Linked DNA regions of Xenopus laevis: region 2 is linked to region 1. Evidence: chromatin contacts called from public Hi-C data. All regions are on one chromosome and are shown on one strand. The core of a region is the stretch at or near the end of the contact, and the rest is flanking DNA. Distances in the headings are between cores, read along the strand shown.

Region 1 (5,805 bases), core at 2,463-4,962:
GAAAGGGATGCCTTACTAGAATGTGGTAGTACTTGCCCAGAAATAATCATAACACAAAGGCAGATCAAGCAGTATCCCTATTTATATTAAAAATGAGTTAACGTACATGCGGAGTATCCCTACATGGAGGATTCTGAGATGCCTGTAGATCTTGCCAATGCGCATGCTCAAACAGAAATGATGTAGCACAAGCATCGATACCAGCAATCTTGCTGACAGACAGATGACTGTGTATTTACTTTGCTCCCCCACTTTAGTTGGCTGTTTATTAGCTCTGCAACTTGGAGAATGAAAGCCATATATATGACTATAGAAACTGTGAAAAAGGTACTATCTGTACCTCCCAACAGCTGCAGCCTATGTGGTACAGGTAGGGGCATGCTGTTGGCAGAAGGTCTGGGAAGAACTTGACTGTATTCAAGTCAAGCATGAATGCGAGGAGTGGGAGCACTAACCTACAAGTACTTCCCTTAGAAACCAATGGTGAGGGGCATTACCCTTACCAAGCACAATGGGTCTGTGGCTGCCTCAGACCTGAACTGGCAATCTGTGAGTTCTGGCAAATGCCAGAGGGGCTGCTTTACGATGCTATAGACAATCACTATGTAGTGGACTGCCATTTGGGCCTATGTGTACTCAAAATTCCAGGGCCAATTTTAAATCCAAGTCCAGGCCTGCCGAGATTTTATGAAGCTCCACCGTTTTCAACAGGTGACAACTCCTAAAGGCCTCATGGAGTACGTAGTGTCAAGGACCTTGAAAAACAGTGTTTTTGCTTGACTAACATGATTGAAGGATTTGGAATAATTTTTTACGGTGACAATTTCCCTTTAATATCGCCAAGTAGGCACTGTTTTTTTTGCCTGCTAGGTGCCAGTTCACTGAGAAAACATTTAATGCATAAAGATATCACAGCTGTGCCCTCCTGTGTGTTCTGTTTGTTGCATTCTTGCTACTACAAGCTGTGTAAGAGCACAGAGCAATACAGTGGGTACAGACAGACTGCAGAGGATAGCACAGACAGTGTGCAGGCTGAACCTCTCTGTGATACTTCTATATATTTGCTATTGCTCTCCCAATTACACTGTTCAATATCTCACCCTGGCAACCCTGTATAATTAACAGCCTCTCTGGATTATCCTGCTGCTTGTCTGGGACAATTGATTTGGATTCTATATTTTCCCCAAGGCCATCACAGAGTTCTATATTTACACTTACTTTATACATATTTCCTGTCTTGTTAATAACACAAGCAGAGCCAAGAAAAGGTAGAAAAGAGAAAAAAATTCATTTGTGCTCCAGAAAGGTCCACGGATCCACTCAGGCCAGAGCCAATCGGGAAAATCATTTTTAGAAGTGCATTTATCAAAGGGTGAAATTTACAGCAAATATGCTTCTAAAAATCCCATAGGAATGAAGAGAAAGTGGGTGAGTTTTTCTGTGATGAGGTCTAATTTCACACTTTGATGAATCTGCCCCTTGTGTAATATTTCCTTTTCACTTTGCCTTGTGAACTTTCTCAGTATTGCATAATGAAGCCTGTAGGTGGTGCTATAACACTTATTATGATTTAGCAAAGCATACACTTCTGCAGTGAGAAAGAAAACAGTAAATAGGAAGTTGTTATAGTTTGCACAATGATCAATTCTGTCTTAAAGCCATACTTCATCGATTTATACAGCATATAATGTAAACCTTATTATAAAATATAAGTTCTATGAACCTATAAAGTGTATGCAGATGGTTTGTTATATATTTAAATATTACAATAGGGAGTATATTTCAGTGTTTGGTGTAATGTCACTAAACCCCGGTTCTAACTGATACCATAACTAAACACAATTTGTAACAATGTATGTTACAGGTAATGTGTATTTTTTATATACAGGATACAATGTTCCCTTCCCTCCGGAAATGTTCAAGCCTACAACTCCCACTATCCTCTGACAACCAGTAGTTGTTAATTATAGTTACTCTATGTTTTTTAACTACACATTTCTGATATAACAAGTTACTCTGAAGTGTACACAGAAATAACAATTAAAGGGGTAGTTCACCCTTTTAATATGCTATTGAATGGCCAAGCAACCTTTCAATTGGCCTCCATTTTGTTTAGTTATTGAATTGTTTCCCTTCTTCTTCTTCTAACTTTTTCCAGTTCTCAAATGGGGGTCACTGATCCAATCTAAAAACAAATGCTGAAAGTTACAAATATATTGTTATTGTTACTTTGTATTACTCCTCTTTCTATTCAGGCCTTCCTATTCATATTCCAGTCTCTTATTAAAATCAGTGCATGGTTGCTAGGGTAATTTGGACCCTAGCAACCAGATTGCTAAAAATTGTACAGTGGAGAGCTGCTGAAAAAGCTAAATAACTCAAACCGTAACTTAACTTAAAACCCACAAATAACAAAAAATGAAAACCAATTGCAGAATATCACTCTCTGCATCAGTGCTGTCCAAAATCTGAATGATGGTAGAAATTCTGTATTTTGTATACTAAACATGAACTTACTGTACCAGAAGCCTAATAAAACAAATGATTTATGCTTTCAAAGTTGACTGCTGGGGGTTATCATCTTGTAACCATGCTAAACCATCTTTGCAAGACCAAGACCATGCACATGCTCGGTGTGGACTGGGCTTCTGTTGGAAGGCTAAGCTTATGGATCAGAGTATTTGAAAAAGAAGGCAGGGCTGTCCGACACTCAAGTGGATCCACAAGACCAAAATATTTTAGTTAAAAAATATATCTTTATTTGCCAAAGTTAAAAAAAGTATCTGCCCTAAGCATTTTGCACCCACAAGGGCACTTAATCATGGGCTATGATGTCAACCACAGAAAATGAGCATTTATACAACAAAAAAATCAAAAAATATATAAACCAAATAAAGGAAAAAAAAGGAAAAACAGTCCTTAAAGAAATAGCATAACATATATGTCTTGAAAGAACTTTATAAACATTTACAAAATATACAAGATATACAACAAATCTTCACAATAAATATGTTTTAAATGAACAAAGCATGGACAGGAATAATAACAACAAGAATGTACAATATATACATAGAAGTAATAAGGATGCACAATATATCTCTACATTGTCGCTGACTGCTCTACAGGGAAATAAACAAAGCTGCTCAAGTTCTGGGAAGTAAGGTGGGTGGCTCCCCCCTGTCATTTGAAAGTATGATAGTTTTCCTTCAGCAGTCAGAGCAAATAAAATGAAAGGGGAATTTCACTGCATACAGTCAGGTTTCTTATAAAAACGGTACACATTTTTTAATTTAAGTATAATGAAGATTGATTTCTTTTTCATTACAGAAAGAAAAAATGGGCTTTTATTTTTTTGCCTTTACATCCCCTTTATTGTATTTAATGCTGCTACTCTTTCAATAGAGAGATTAAATCATCATTTTTGTACTGTATGGCCTATATTAAAGCACCATGCTGTTCTACAAAAAGAGTTTATTTATTAAACATGCCACAGCAATATACAGCTGAAATCAGCTTCAGAATTCCACTGTATTACCAGCAAATATTTTCTATTTGGTCTTTTTATAGGGGTGTGTGATGTAGCACAAAGCCGAGGTGGCTGCATCAGCTTTTAAACTTTTGCCCTATTAAGCGCAGGCAGAAGCACTAACCAATGTGATGTTATTGCTTTGTGGGGAACAGGTTGTACTGCACTGAAATCCTACAGCCAATCATGAGATAGTAAACCCTAGCAACAGGCCAAACTTAACCCATCCAATAAGAATGTTTATATGCAGTGGAAGACCAGCTTCCTCAGCATTGTGTTCTACAGTAACCACAGCCTATTATAAAGTAAACACCCCTTTAACCAACTCTGAAAAACAACTGCTGTGTTTAGACATGTGATATAATATTGTCACATACTAAAATTATAATTTAATGAAATCGTGCATAGGCTGACTTAAATGCCCAAGCAGATGTTGCCGTAATGCAGGAGAATTTGTGCTCGTCCTGCTTTTAAAGGAAAGTAGAAATTGTTGCTGCTTTTCTGTGGGTTGCAACCGAAAACGTCTGCATCTGTTAAAGCAAGCTAATACCAAATACATATCCTTATACAATATTGCAGTAGTTGGGTCAGAATTCTTACCATATCAGTTAATTGCTGAAGAAGGATAGTTAGAGATCAACTTCTGTAGTTACAACTGGTTTCTATATAGCATATTATAACAGAATAAACATTATCGGACGTTGAGACAAAAAATTATACTTTTCTTTTATGTTGAAACCTTTTAATTTTTCTGTTATGGTCTTTTAAATTAAAATGTTTTTTAGGTCCATAAAATAATTTTAAGTGTATGGTTATTATCTGGTACTGTATGGGTGAGGGTATAGGAAGGAGCCTATACAATAAGCATAATTTGATATTTTGATTATAATATTTTTATTATATGAGTCACAGCAAACTTATTTTATTGATGTTGTCACTACAAATTAGAAGAAGGATAACATGGTCTCATTCATAGAACTTGAGCAATTTAAGAGCCTGTCTGCTGGGACAGTGGGGATAGGAGATGTGTCAGTAAGTGACTTAGTTTAGAGGGGCTTGAGGCAAGTAGTGATGGGCGAATTTATTCGCCAAGCATGGATTTGCGGAAACTTCCAGATTTTGCAGACGACTAATGTTTTTGCGAAACTGCAGCGAAAATTTGCAGTGGGAAAATTTGCTGCGATAGAAAAATTGTCACTCGTCAAAATTGTGGCACGTCAAAATTATTCGCCTGTTCACTGTAATGCATTTGGAAAAAAGAGTTGCCCGTGTAAAAATTGTAAAAATTATTCGGACCGCCATTGACTTTAATGCTTTTGAACAAAAGAGTTGTGTGTCTAAAAATTGTCGCTTGTGTCCAAATTGTCACACATCAAAATAATATAACGTTCATTGACTTCACAACAAACTGCATTAGGCAGGCAGCAATCTGGAACATCCAACGAAAATAGATTCCAAGAGCCAAAAATTGTATATTAAAAATATGATACTTTATTTTACATCACATCTAAAAAATAACGCCTGACGCGTTTCCTGTCACACAGGGACACTTAATCATAGGTCTGGGGCATGTGCACCCGGACCCAACTGGGAAATTTTTCACCATTTCTCAAATTTCTTAGCGAAGAGAAACAGGACAGATTCCCCCATTATTAGTGCCAAGGGATCCAAGATAAGTGCCACCCTGAGGCAGAGTTGAGTGCAATAAAGCTCTCTGCAGTAGAAGAGCCAAAATTCACATATAAAAATCTGAATTTCAGCTCTTTGCCACTCCCGGTAACTTACCAGGCACTACAAATGACAATTTCGGACAAATCACCATGCTTTTTAGCCATAAAACAGTGCATTTCCACATAATTTATGCTGCCTGGGAAGTTACACCCAATGTAACTTGAGCACGATTTGTCAAAATAAACACAATTGAACATGCAAATCAGTGTAGTTGCATCACTTTGGCACTGAGCATTGAAATGATGTTAGCATATGATCCTTTTGGCACAAATCTGCTGCACGTATTAACAAAGCCCTCTGTTGGAACAACTGACTTATTGCCACATTGAAGGTGAGGTTAGCTCCAGGGTTCCACAGCATCATCAGGCAGGACAAATGTAACGGAGCTTGGTGAACTATATGGAAGTGCAAGGACCTTGTTTGGATGCAAGTAGGTGAATGATGTCATTTAGGGCAACATTTATGTCCAACAGGCCTGGACTGGCAATCTGTGGGTTCTGGAAAATGCCAGAGGGGCTGCTATAAGGTGCCATAGAAAGTCAGTATTT
Region 2 (5,805 bases), core at 1,380-3,879, 100 kb after region 1:
TCTGGAGTGTTGATATCAATAGGTTCTATTACAGTGAACTCCTTTTTGACTTTCTTGACTGTACACCATGGACGATGTAACTTTGCCTTTACCCAATAGCGAACACTTCCATGCTTCCCTTCAAAAGATGTTACTAGGGTCCTGAAGCAAATGACAGATTTAAGATTTTGTTTAACCATGATTTCTCAAAATCTTCGGAAATTACAGTCTACAAAGAATTATTCAAAAACATTTCCGCGTCTATGATTATGTAAGTTCGTGTGACATTTCTCTAACGGAAGAAAGCAAAAATCTGTAGTAGGTTTTTTTTTCTCCTCTCCAGCTGCTGAATAATAAAAGTAAAAAAAGTGTATCCACCAGCTACATGGGCACATATGGAGGACATACAGTAGATAAATCCTCCTAAGAGGTTCCTATGGGAAAATGCTAGTAGAGTGGCACAAATAACTTGCAAACTGACAACTAACAATTTACATAGAAACAAAGTTATACTACGATGAACATTAAGAGAAATAATGTTAAAAAAAAGTTGATTTTAGGAAGACAGCAGGCTGGTAGTGTAAATGTTATCTCATTAATGACTGGGCTATATCTCAGGAAAGGCTACTCACTCAGGCAGTTGAAAGCTGAAGGGAAATTCATGCCTTCCTGCTGGCAGGACAGTAAGTGTGCCATTATCTGCAAGGGAACAAAAGGGACACAGTTATACACTTTCTGTATACAACCAGACACTTGGTTATTGCAGCATTTCCTGTTTAGATTTTAATTTAGCATCACAACTTCCTGTTTTAAGTCAAGATAGGTATTAAAATGTAATGCCAGTCACGTGAAGGGAATTTAAAAGGCTAGACTGCTACATGCTTGACAGGAAACCTACAGTTACCGCCTTCATAATTACACAGATCAAAAACTTTTTTTTTTTTTCTCTAAATTGCAGTCTTTAACTAGAATACCACTCAGGTTAAAAAGTGCAAAACCAAGATCATCATCATTTGAGGTATCCCACCTTTGTCTACAGCACTGTGATGCACAGGATCTCAAATGTTAACCTTTCAGTTGTTGAACTTTTAGTTTCTAGCAACTATAAGGAGTTTAATAGATGGGAGTGCTGGTGTCTAGACGTTACCCCTATAGTTAATACACAGACAGAGAAAATATTGCATAGTCCCCAACTGCTAGTTGTCTCAATGTAGATGTGCTGCTTGGGTGACTTTAAAAACATGGCACAGACAGATATCAAGAGGTCACGGTTTCCATAGTTACAATAATAAAAGTTTTGGGCATCTAAAGGAACTTCCCTCCTCATAGCTCCTATTACAGGACACCTTGTTCATATACCAAGTTTACAAGATCATCCTTGTTAGAGGACAACCCTACTTAGATGCAGGCAGAATAGATGCATGAGTTGCAACAGGAGTCAAATCCAAAATACTTTGTGAAAGATTTGGCTGAATATCGAACCCTAATTTGCATATGATGTTAGGGAAACAATGGGGGGGGGGGGAAGTAGTAAAAAGAAAATAAAACATTTTTGAATGAATTGTTTATGTGATGAAAAAAGTCACATGATTTTTTTGAATTTGGTTCTGCCGGGAACTTGAATTTGGGCGAATCCAGGTTCTGTTGAAAAACGCAGAATCGTGGCCAAATCCAGAACTGAATTCAGTGCTTCCTTATTAAATAGCACAACATAAAGGAAGGCTACCCAGCAGAAATATAATCCACCTGTGTACTGGCAGCCTCATATAGGATTCAGGTCAGTCTGGACCCAATTGTAAATTCTTTCTTTATAAACAGAAGAGAATATGTAGCAATAGTACGTATAGGGAAAATTGCCTGTTTCACTATAACACTACTAGTTCCCTAGTGGAAATCTGGCCTTGGTGTGAAGAAACGTTTTAGCTTTTTAATACTAGTGGTTTGGTGGCAGATTGTGCAGTACTGCTAGGGTTTATACATTACCACATAAGAGGGTCCTGCTCATTAGAGCTCACAATCTAAAGGTAGAAAGGGGCATGAGACAATGAATGGACGATTTGTACTAATATAAATAGGAAATTCCGTTTAGAGGAGTATCATTAGTTAGAGCAAGATCCACTTGTAAGAGGCGAGAGGAATCCCCAGCCAGAAGAGCGTTCCCTCCTCACCTGTGTGCAGTAGGCTCTCCCGCAGGTTCATGTACTCCACCTCATCGCTGTAGTTCTGAGTATAAGCGGTACTGGAGCCAGCGCTGCGCGACTCAGTCCAATGCGCCTTAGCATAACCCCCGACGTGCAGCTTCACAGACTCCACTTTCGCCTCAGCCACCAGCTCCAAGAGCACCTTCCCCGTCACGGTGTCCCCGCTGTGAAAAACTAAAGGGGTATCCGAGCCGGCAGAGTCCAACTCCACCATGAATTTCTTTACTTTGTCAAAGATCATCCTGCTCGCTCTAAGCAACGTCCCGAAGAAATGAATGGAACGAGAGCACAAGCAAAACTGAAAGCACCGAGTAACTCGGCTGAAAGCAAAATGTTCCTTGAAAAACAAACCTGTCAAAAATGACTTATATGCTGCGGGCTCCACGTCCTGCAAAAACCAGAACAAACCAGCCGTGAGCTTAACTCTAACAAAACAGCACCATCCCTTAGTTATATTCCTTTTGCTTGTAGGGGCGGGGCGATTACGGATATTTACAGGAAGGTAGGCCAATGGCTAATTACGTGGGTGTGGCTTGCGAGCAGCTGGTGAAGATTAATTGGTGGACGCCCGTACTGAGGTAAAAGTCGTCTAAGTGTTCCTGTGCAAAACAAGTAGATTGCGCGTGCGCGGAACGCAGCCAGCCAGCAGCTGCCACGGGTTGGTACTTGTACTGTACTATTCGGAAGATTGGGTTCAAGGGGGTGAAACAGTGTGTACAATGTACATGGTTTCTGTAGAAAAGTTTCCTTCAAGATTTCGCTCTGGGCTCTCAGGTCATGTGAACTACATCACTGTTGCAGTTCAACTATATGTATGCAGTGTGTATTGATTTGATGCCTTACAACATGTGCACCTAAACTGTGTGGCACATAAGGCTAACCCTTGGGTGCAGCTGGGTGTAGTGTCGTATGTTCTCTTATAGCTGGAAATTCAAAATTGAATGGGCATTCGATATTGACCAATAGTACAGCAACAGGAACTTGCTTGGAGCAGAAGAGGGCTGCATTAGTTGTTGCTGAACTACAGTCTTTCTATTCCTCTATTTCAGTACGAGTCAAAGACGTGTACCAGAAACAAGTAAACAGAAAAAAAAACCCAGAACAAGCATAAACAATTCAAAACGTGAAGTCAATGGACCCTGCTCTCAATTGCCTACCCAGTTCCAGTCAGGCTGAGCTGCCCATGCACCCTCCTTTATGGAAGCTGCCACTACATTCTGGGAAACTCTGATGTAGAGGGACAGATGATAAGACAAAATAGTGGAGGGTAACTTTTATTTTGTACAACAGCTGTTTTCCCTCATGAGTAGGGTTGCCACATTTTCCAGAAAAAAATACCGGCCTTCCTATATATTTATCATTTTTCCCTTTTAATAACATTGGGATCAACCATCATTTTTACCAAATCTTTTCCTCTGAGGGATGCGACTTTAGTTAAGCCACTGAAAAGTTAAAGGGCTTTGTATCTCAAATTTTGCAGCCCAAGGCAGAACACTTATAAAGATATATTTCAGTCCCTTAGGAGGAAAGGGTTCCAGGAACCAGATATCAGTATTCTGTGTGTGGAAAGTTAACACTGTGTGCTGCCTACGCCCACAAGTGGCTGGATTGTACTAGAGTGTACTGTACAGTGTCACAGTGACTACTGGCTCCTGGAATTAAATAGCCGTCACTCTTCAATGTAAATTAAGTATTATTTCATACCATTGTAAATCAAATATTATTTCATACCATTCTAGGGCTGCTGGCGTATGGTGTTCAATCCGGCTACGTAAAGATTAGGTCGAGTTACCAAGATTCCCTTTTAGACAGTGATGTGTAACCTCAAAATATTAATTAAATGTTAAATCTTAATTACATATTGCTGTTTGGGTCGCAAAGCGGTCTTCCTCACTGAAAAAAAGTTTAAGGGCTCTTACACATGAGCGTTTTTACCTGCGCTCCCCTGCGTTCCGTTTTTCGGCGTTCAGCCGCAGGGGAGCGCAGGAATAGACGCATTTAATTATTTCAAATGGGGCTGTACTCACACAGGCGCATGTAGGCGCCGAACGCAGGAAAAATGCAGCATGTTGCGTCTCAACCTGCGTTTGGCGCCTACATGCGCCTGTGTGAGTACAGCCCCATTTGAAATCATTAAATGCGTCTATTACTGCGCTCCCCTGCGGCTGAACGCCGAAAAACGGAACGCAGGGGAGCGCAGGTAAAAACGCTCATGTGTAAGAGCCCTAAGAAACCCTAATTTTGAAGGAGAAGTAAAGCCTAACTAAAGAAGTAGGCTAGAAATGTTGTACATTATGTTTTGGGTTTATGTACCAGCCCACAGCAACTACAGCCCTTTAGCAGGGAAGATCCGTGTCTCCAAAGATTCCCCAGTAGCTCCCCATCTTCTTTTCTGCTGATTCACTGCACATGCTCTGTGCTGCTGTCACTTACTGAACTTAGGGACCCACTCACAATATACAGTACACATAGAATAGAAATGTCACAAAATAAGGCTGATTAGTAATTAATACATATAATTATTACATGGCAGCACAGAAACCAGTGAAACTAGCACCAGAATTTAATAATGAGCCCTGTAGCATTAGCTTTTATTATAGGCCAACCTAATTTTCTGCTTGATAATTTGCAACAACCCCTAAGCTTAGCTGCTCAGAGCCCATGTGAGTGTCGCAGACACTTTCCAAGTTAGTGACCCCCTGTGACAAGTTTGAAGTCCTAGGTCATTGCTACTATTGAGAAGGTGAAACTTTAGGCTGGTGCAATAAGTCCAGTATATAAAATATGGCATTTTTAGCCATATTAATTTTTAGGGTTTAGTTCTCCTTTAAGGACAGAGCAATAGATTTATCAATATTTTGGATGGAAGCATTCACAGTTCTGCAATTTGGGGAACTGCACATGGTCCAGGCCACGGAAGGACTGGGAGTAACAAGCAGCCCTGGCAAAAAAAAATCAAAGCAGCCCATGTATAAAGTGCAACATTGGCAGCCAGGCACCCCCCAAGTTAAAAAATAACATTGGTGGCCAAGGTTTTTGGATAAGGGATCTTTCAGTAATTTGGATCACCATACCTTGAGTCTACTAAAAAAAAAATAAACATTGAATTAACCCAGTAGGATTATTTTGCCACTAATAAAGATTTATGCAACTTAGTTCCATCCAGTAAAAAGTATTTAAAAAAGTATTTTATTTGCTTAAAGGAAAACTATACCCCCAAAATGAATACTTAAGCAACAGATAGTTTATATCAAATTGAATGACATATTAAAGAATCTTACCAAACTGGAATATATATTTACATAAATATTGCCCTTTTACATCTCTTGTCTTGAACCACCATTTCGTGACTCTATCTGTGCTGCCTCAGAGATCAGCTGACCAGAAATACTACAACTCTAACTGTAACAGGAAGAAGTGAGGAAGCAAAAGGCAGAACTCTGTCTGTTAATTGGCTCATGTGACCTTTCATGTGGTTTGTATGTGTGCACTGTGAATCTTACGATCTCAGGGGGCGGCCCTTATTTTTTAAAATGGCAATTTTCTATTTATGATTACCCAATGGCACATACTACTAAAAAAGTATATTATTATGATAATGGTTCATTTACATGAAGCAGGGTTT

What was found. Hi-C and Micro-C count contacts between places; a contact is called where the count stands out from the background.
Region 2: a contact with region 1 is called in a Hi-C map of the XTC cell line, with 4 times the contacts expected there. The contact joins the promoter of arrdc2.L here to the enhancer-like site in region 1. A contact is called at or near these places in 2 of 4 Hi-C or Micro-C datasets (the XL177 cell line and the XTC cell line).

The regions. Positions count from the first base shown.
Region 1 is chr1L:107,541,084-107,546,888 of Xenopus_laevis_v10.1, forward strand. No RefSeq gene overlaps it. Among protein-coding and RNA genes, the nearest start is that of LOC121393347, 10 kb to the left of the region's middle. Within about 2 kb of position 3,713, at least 1 of the 7 cell types and tissues checked has an H3K27ac peak or open chromatin away from gene starts, as enhancers often do.
Region 2 is chr1L:107,643,066-107,648,870 of Xenopus_laevis_v10.1, forward strand. arrdc2.L (arrestin domain containing 2 L homeolog) reads right to left here and starts at 2,630. Exons shown (of 8, transcript NM_001091863.1): 1 at 2,148-2,630; 2 at 612-678; 3 at 1-141. The coding sequence starts at 2,421.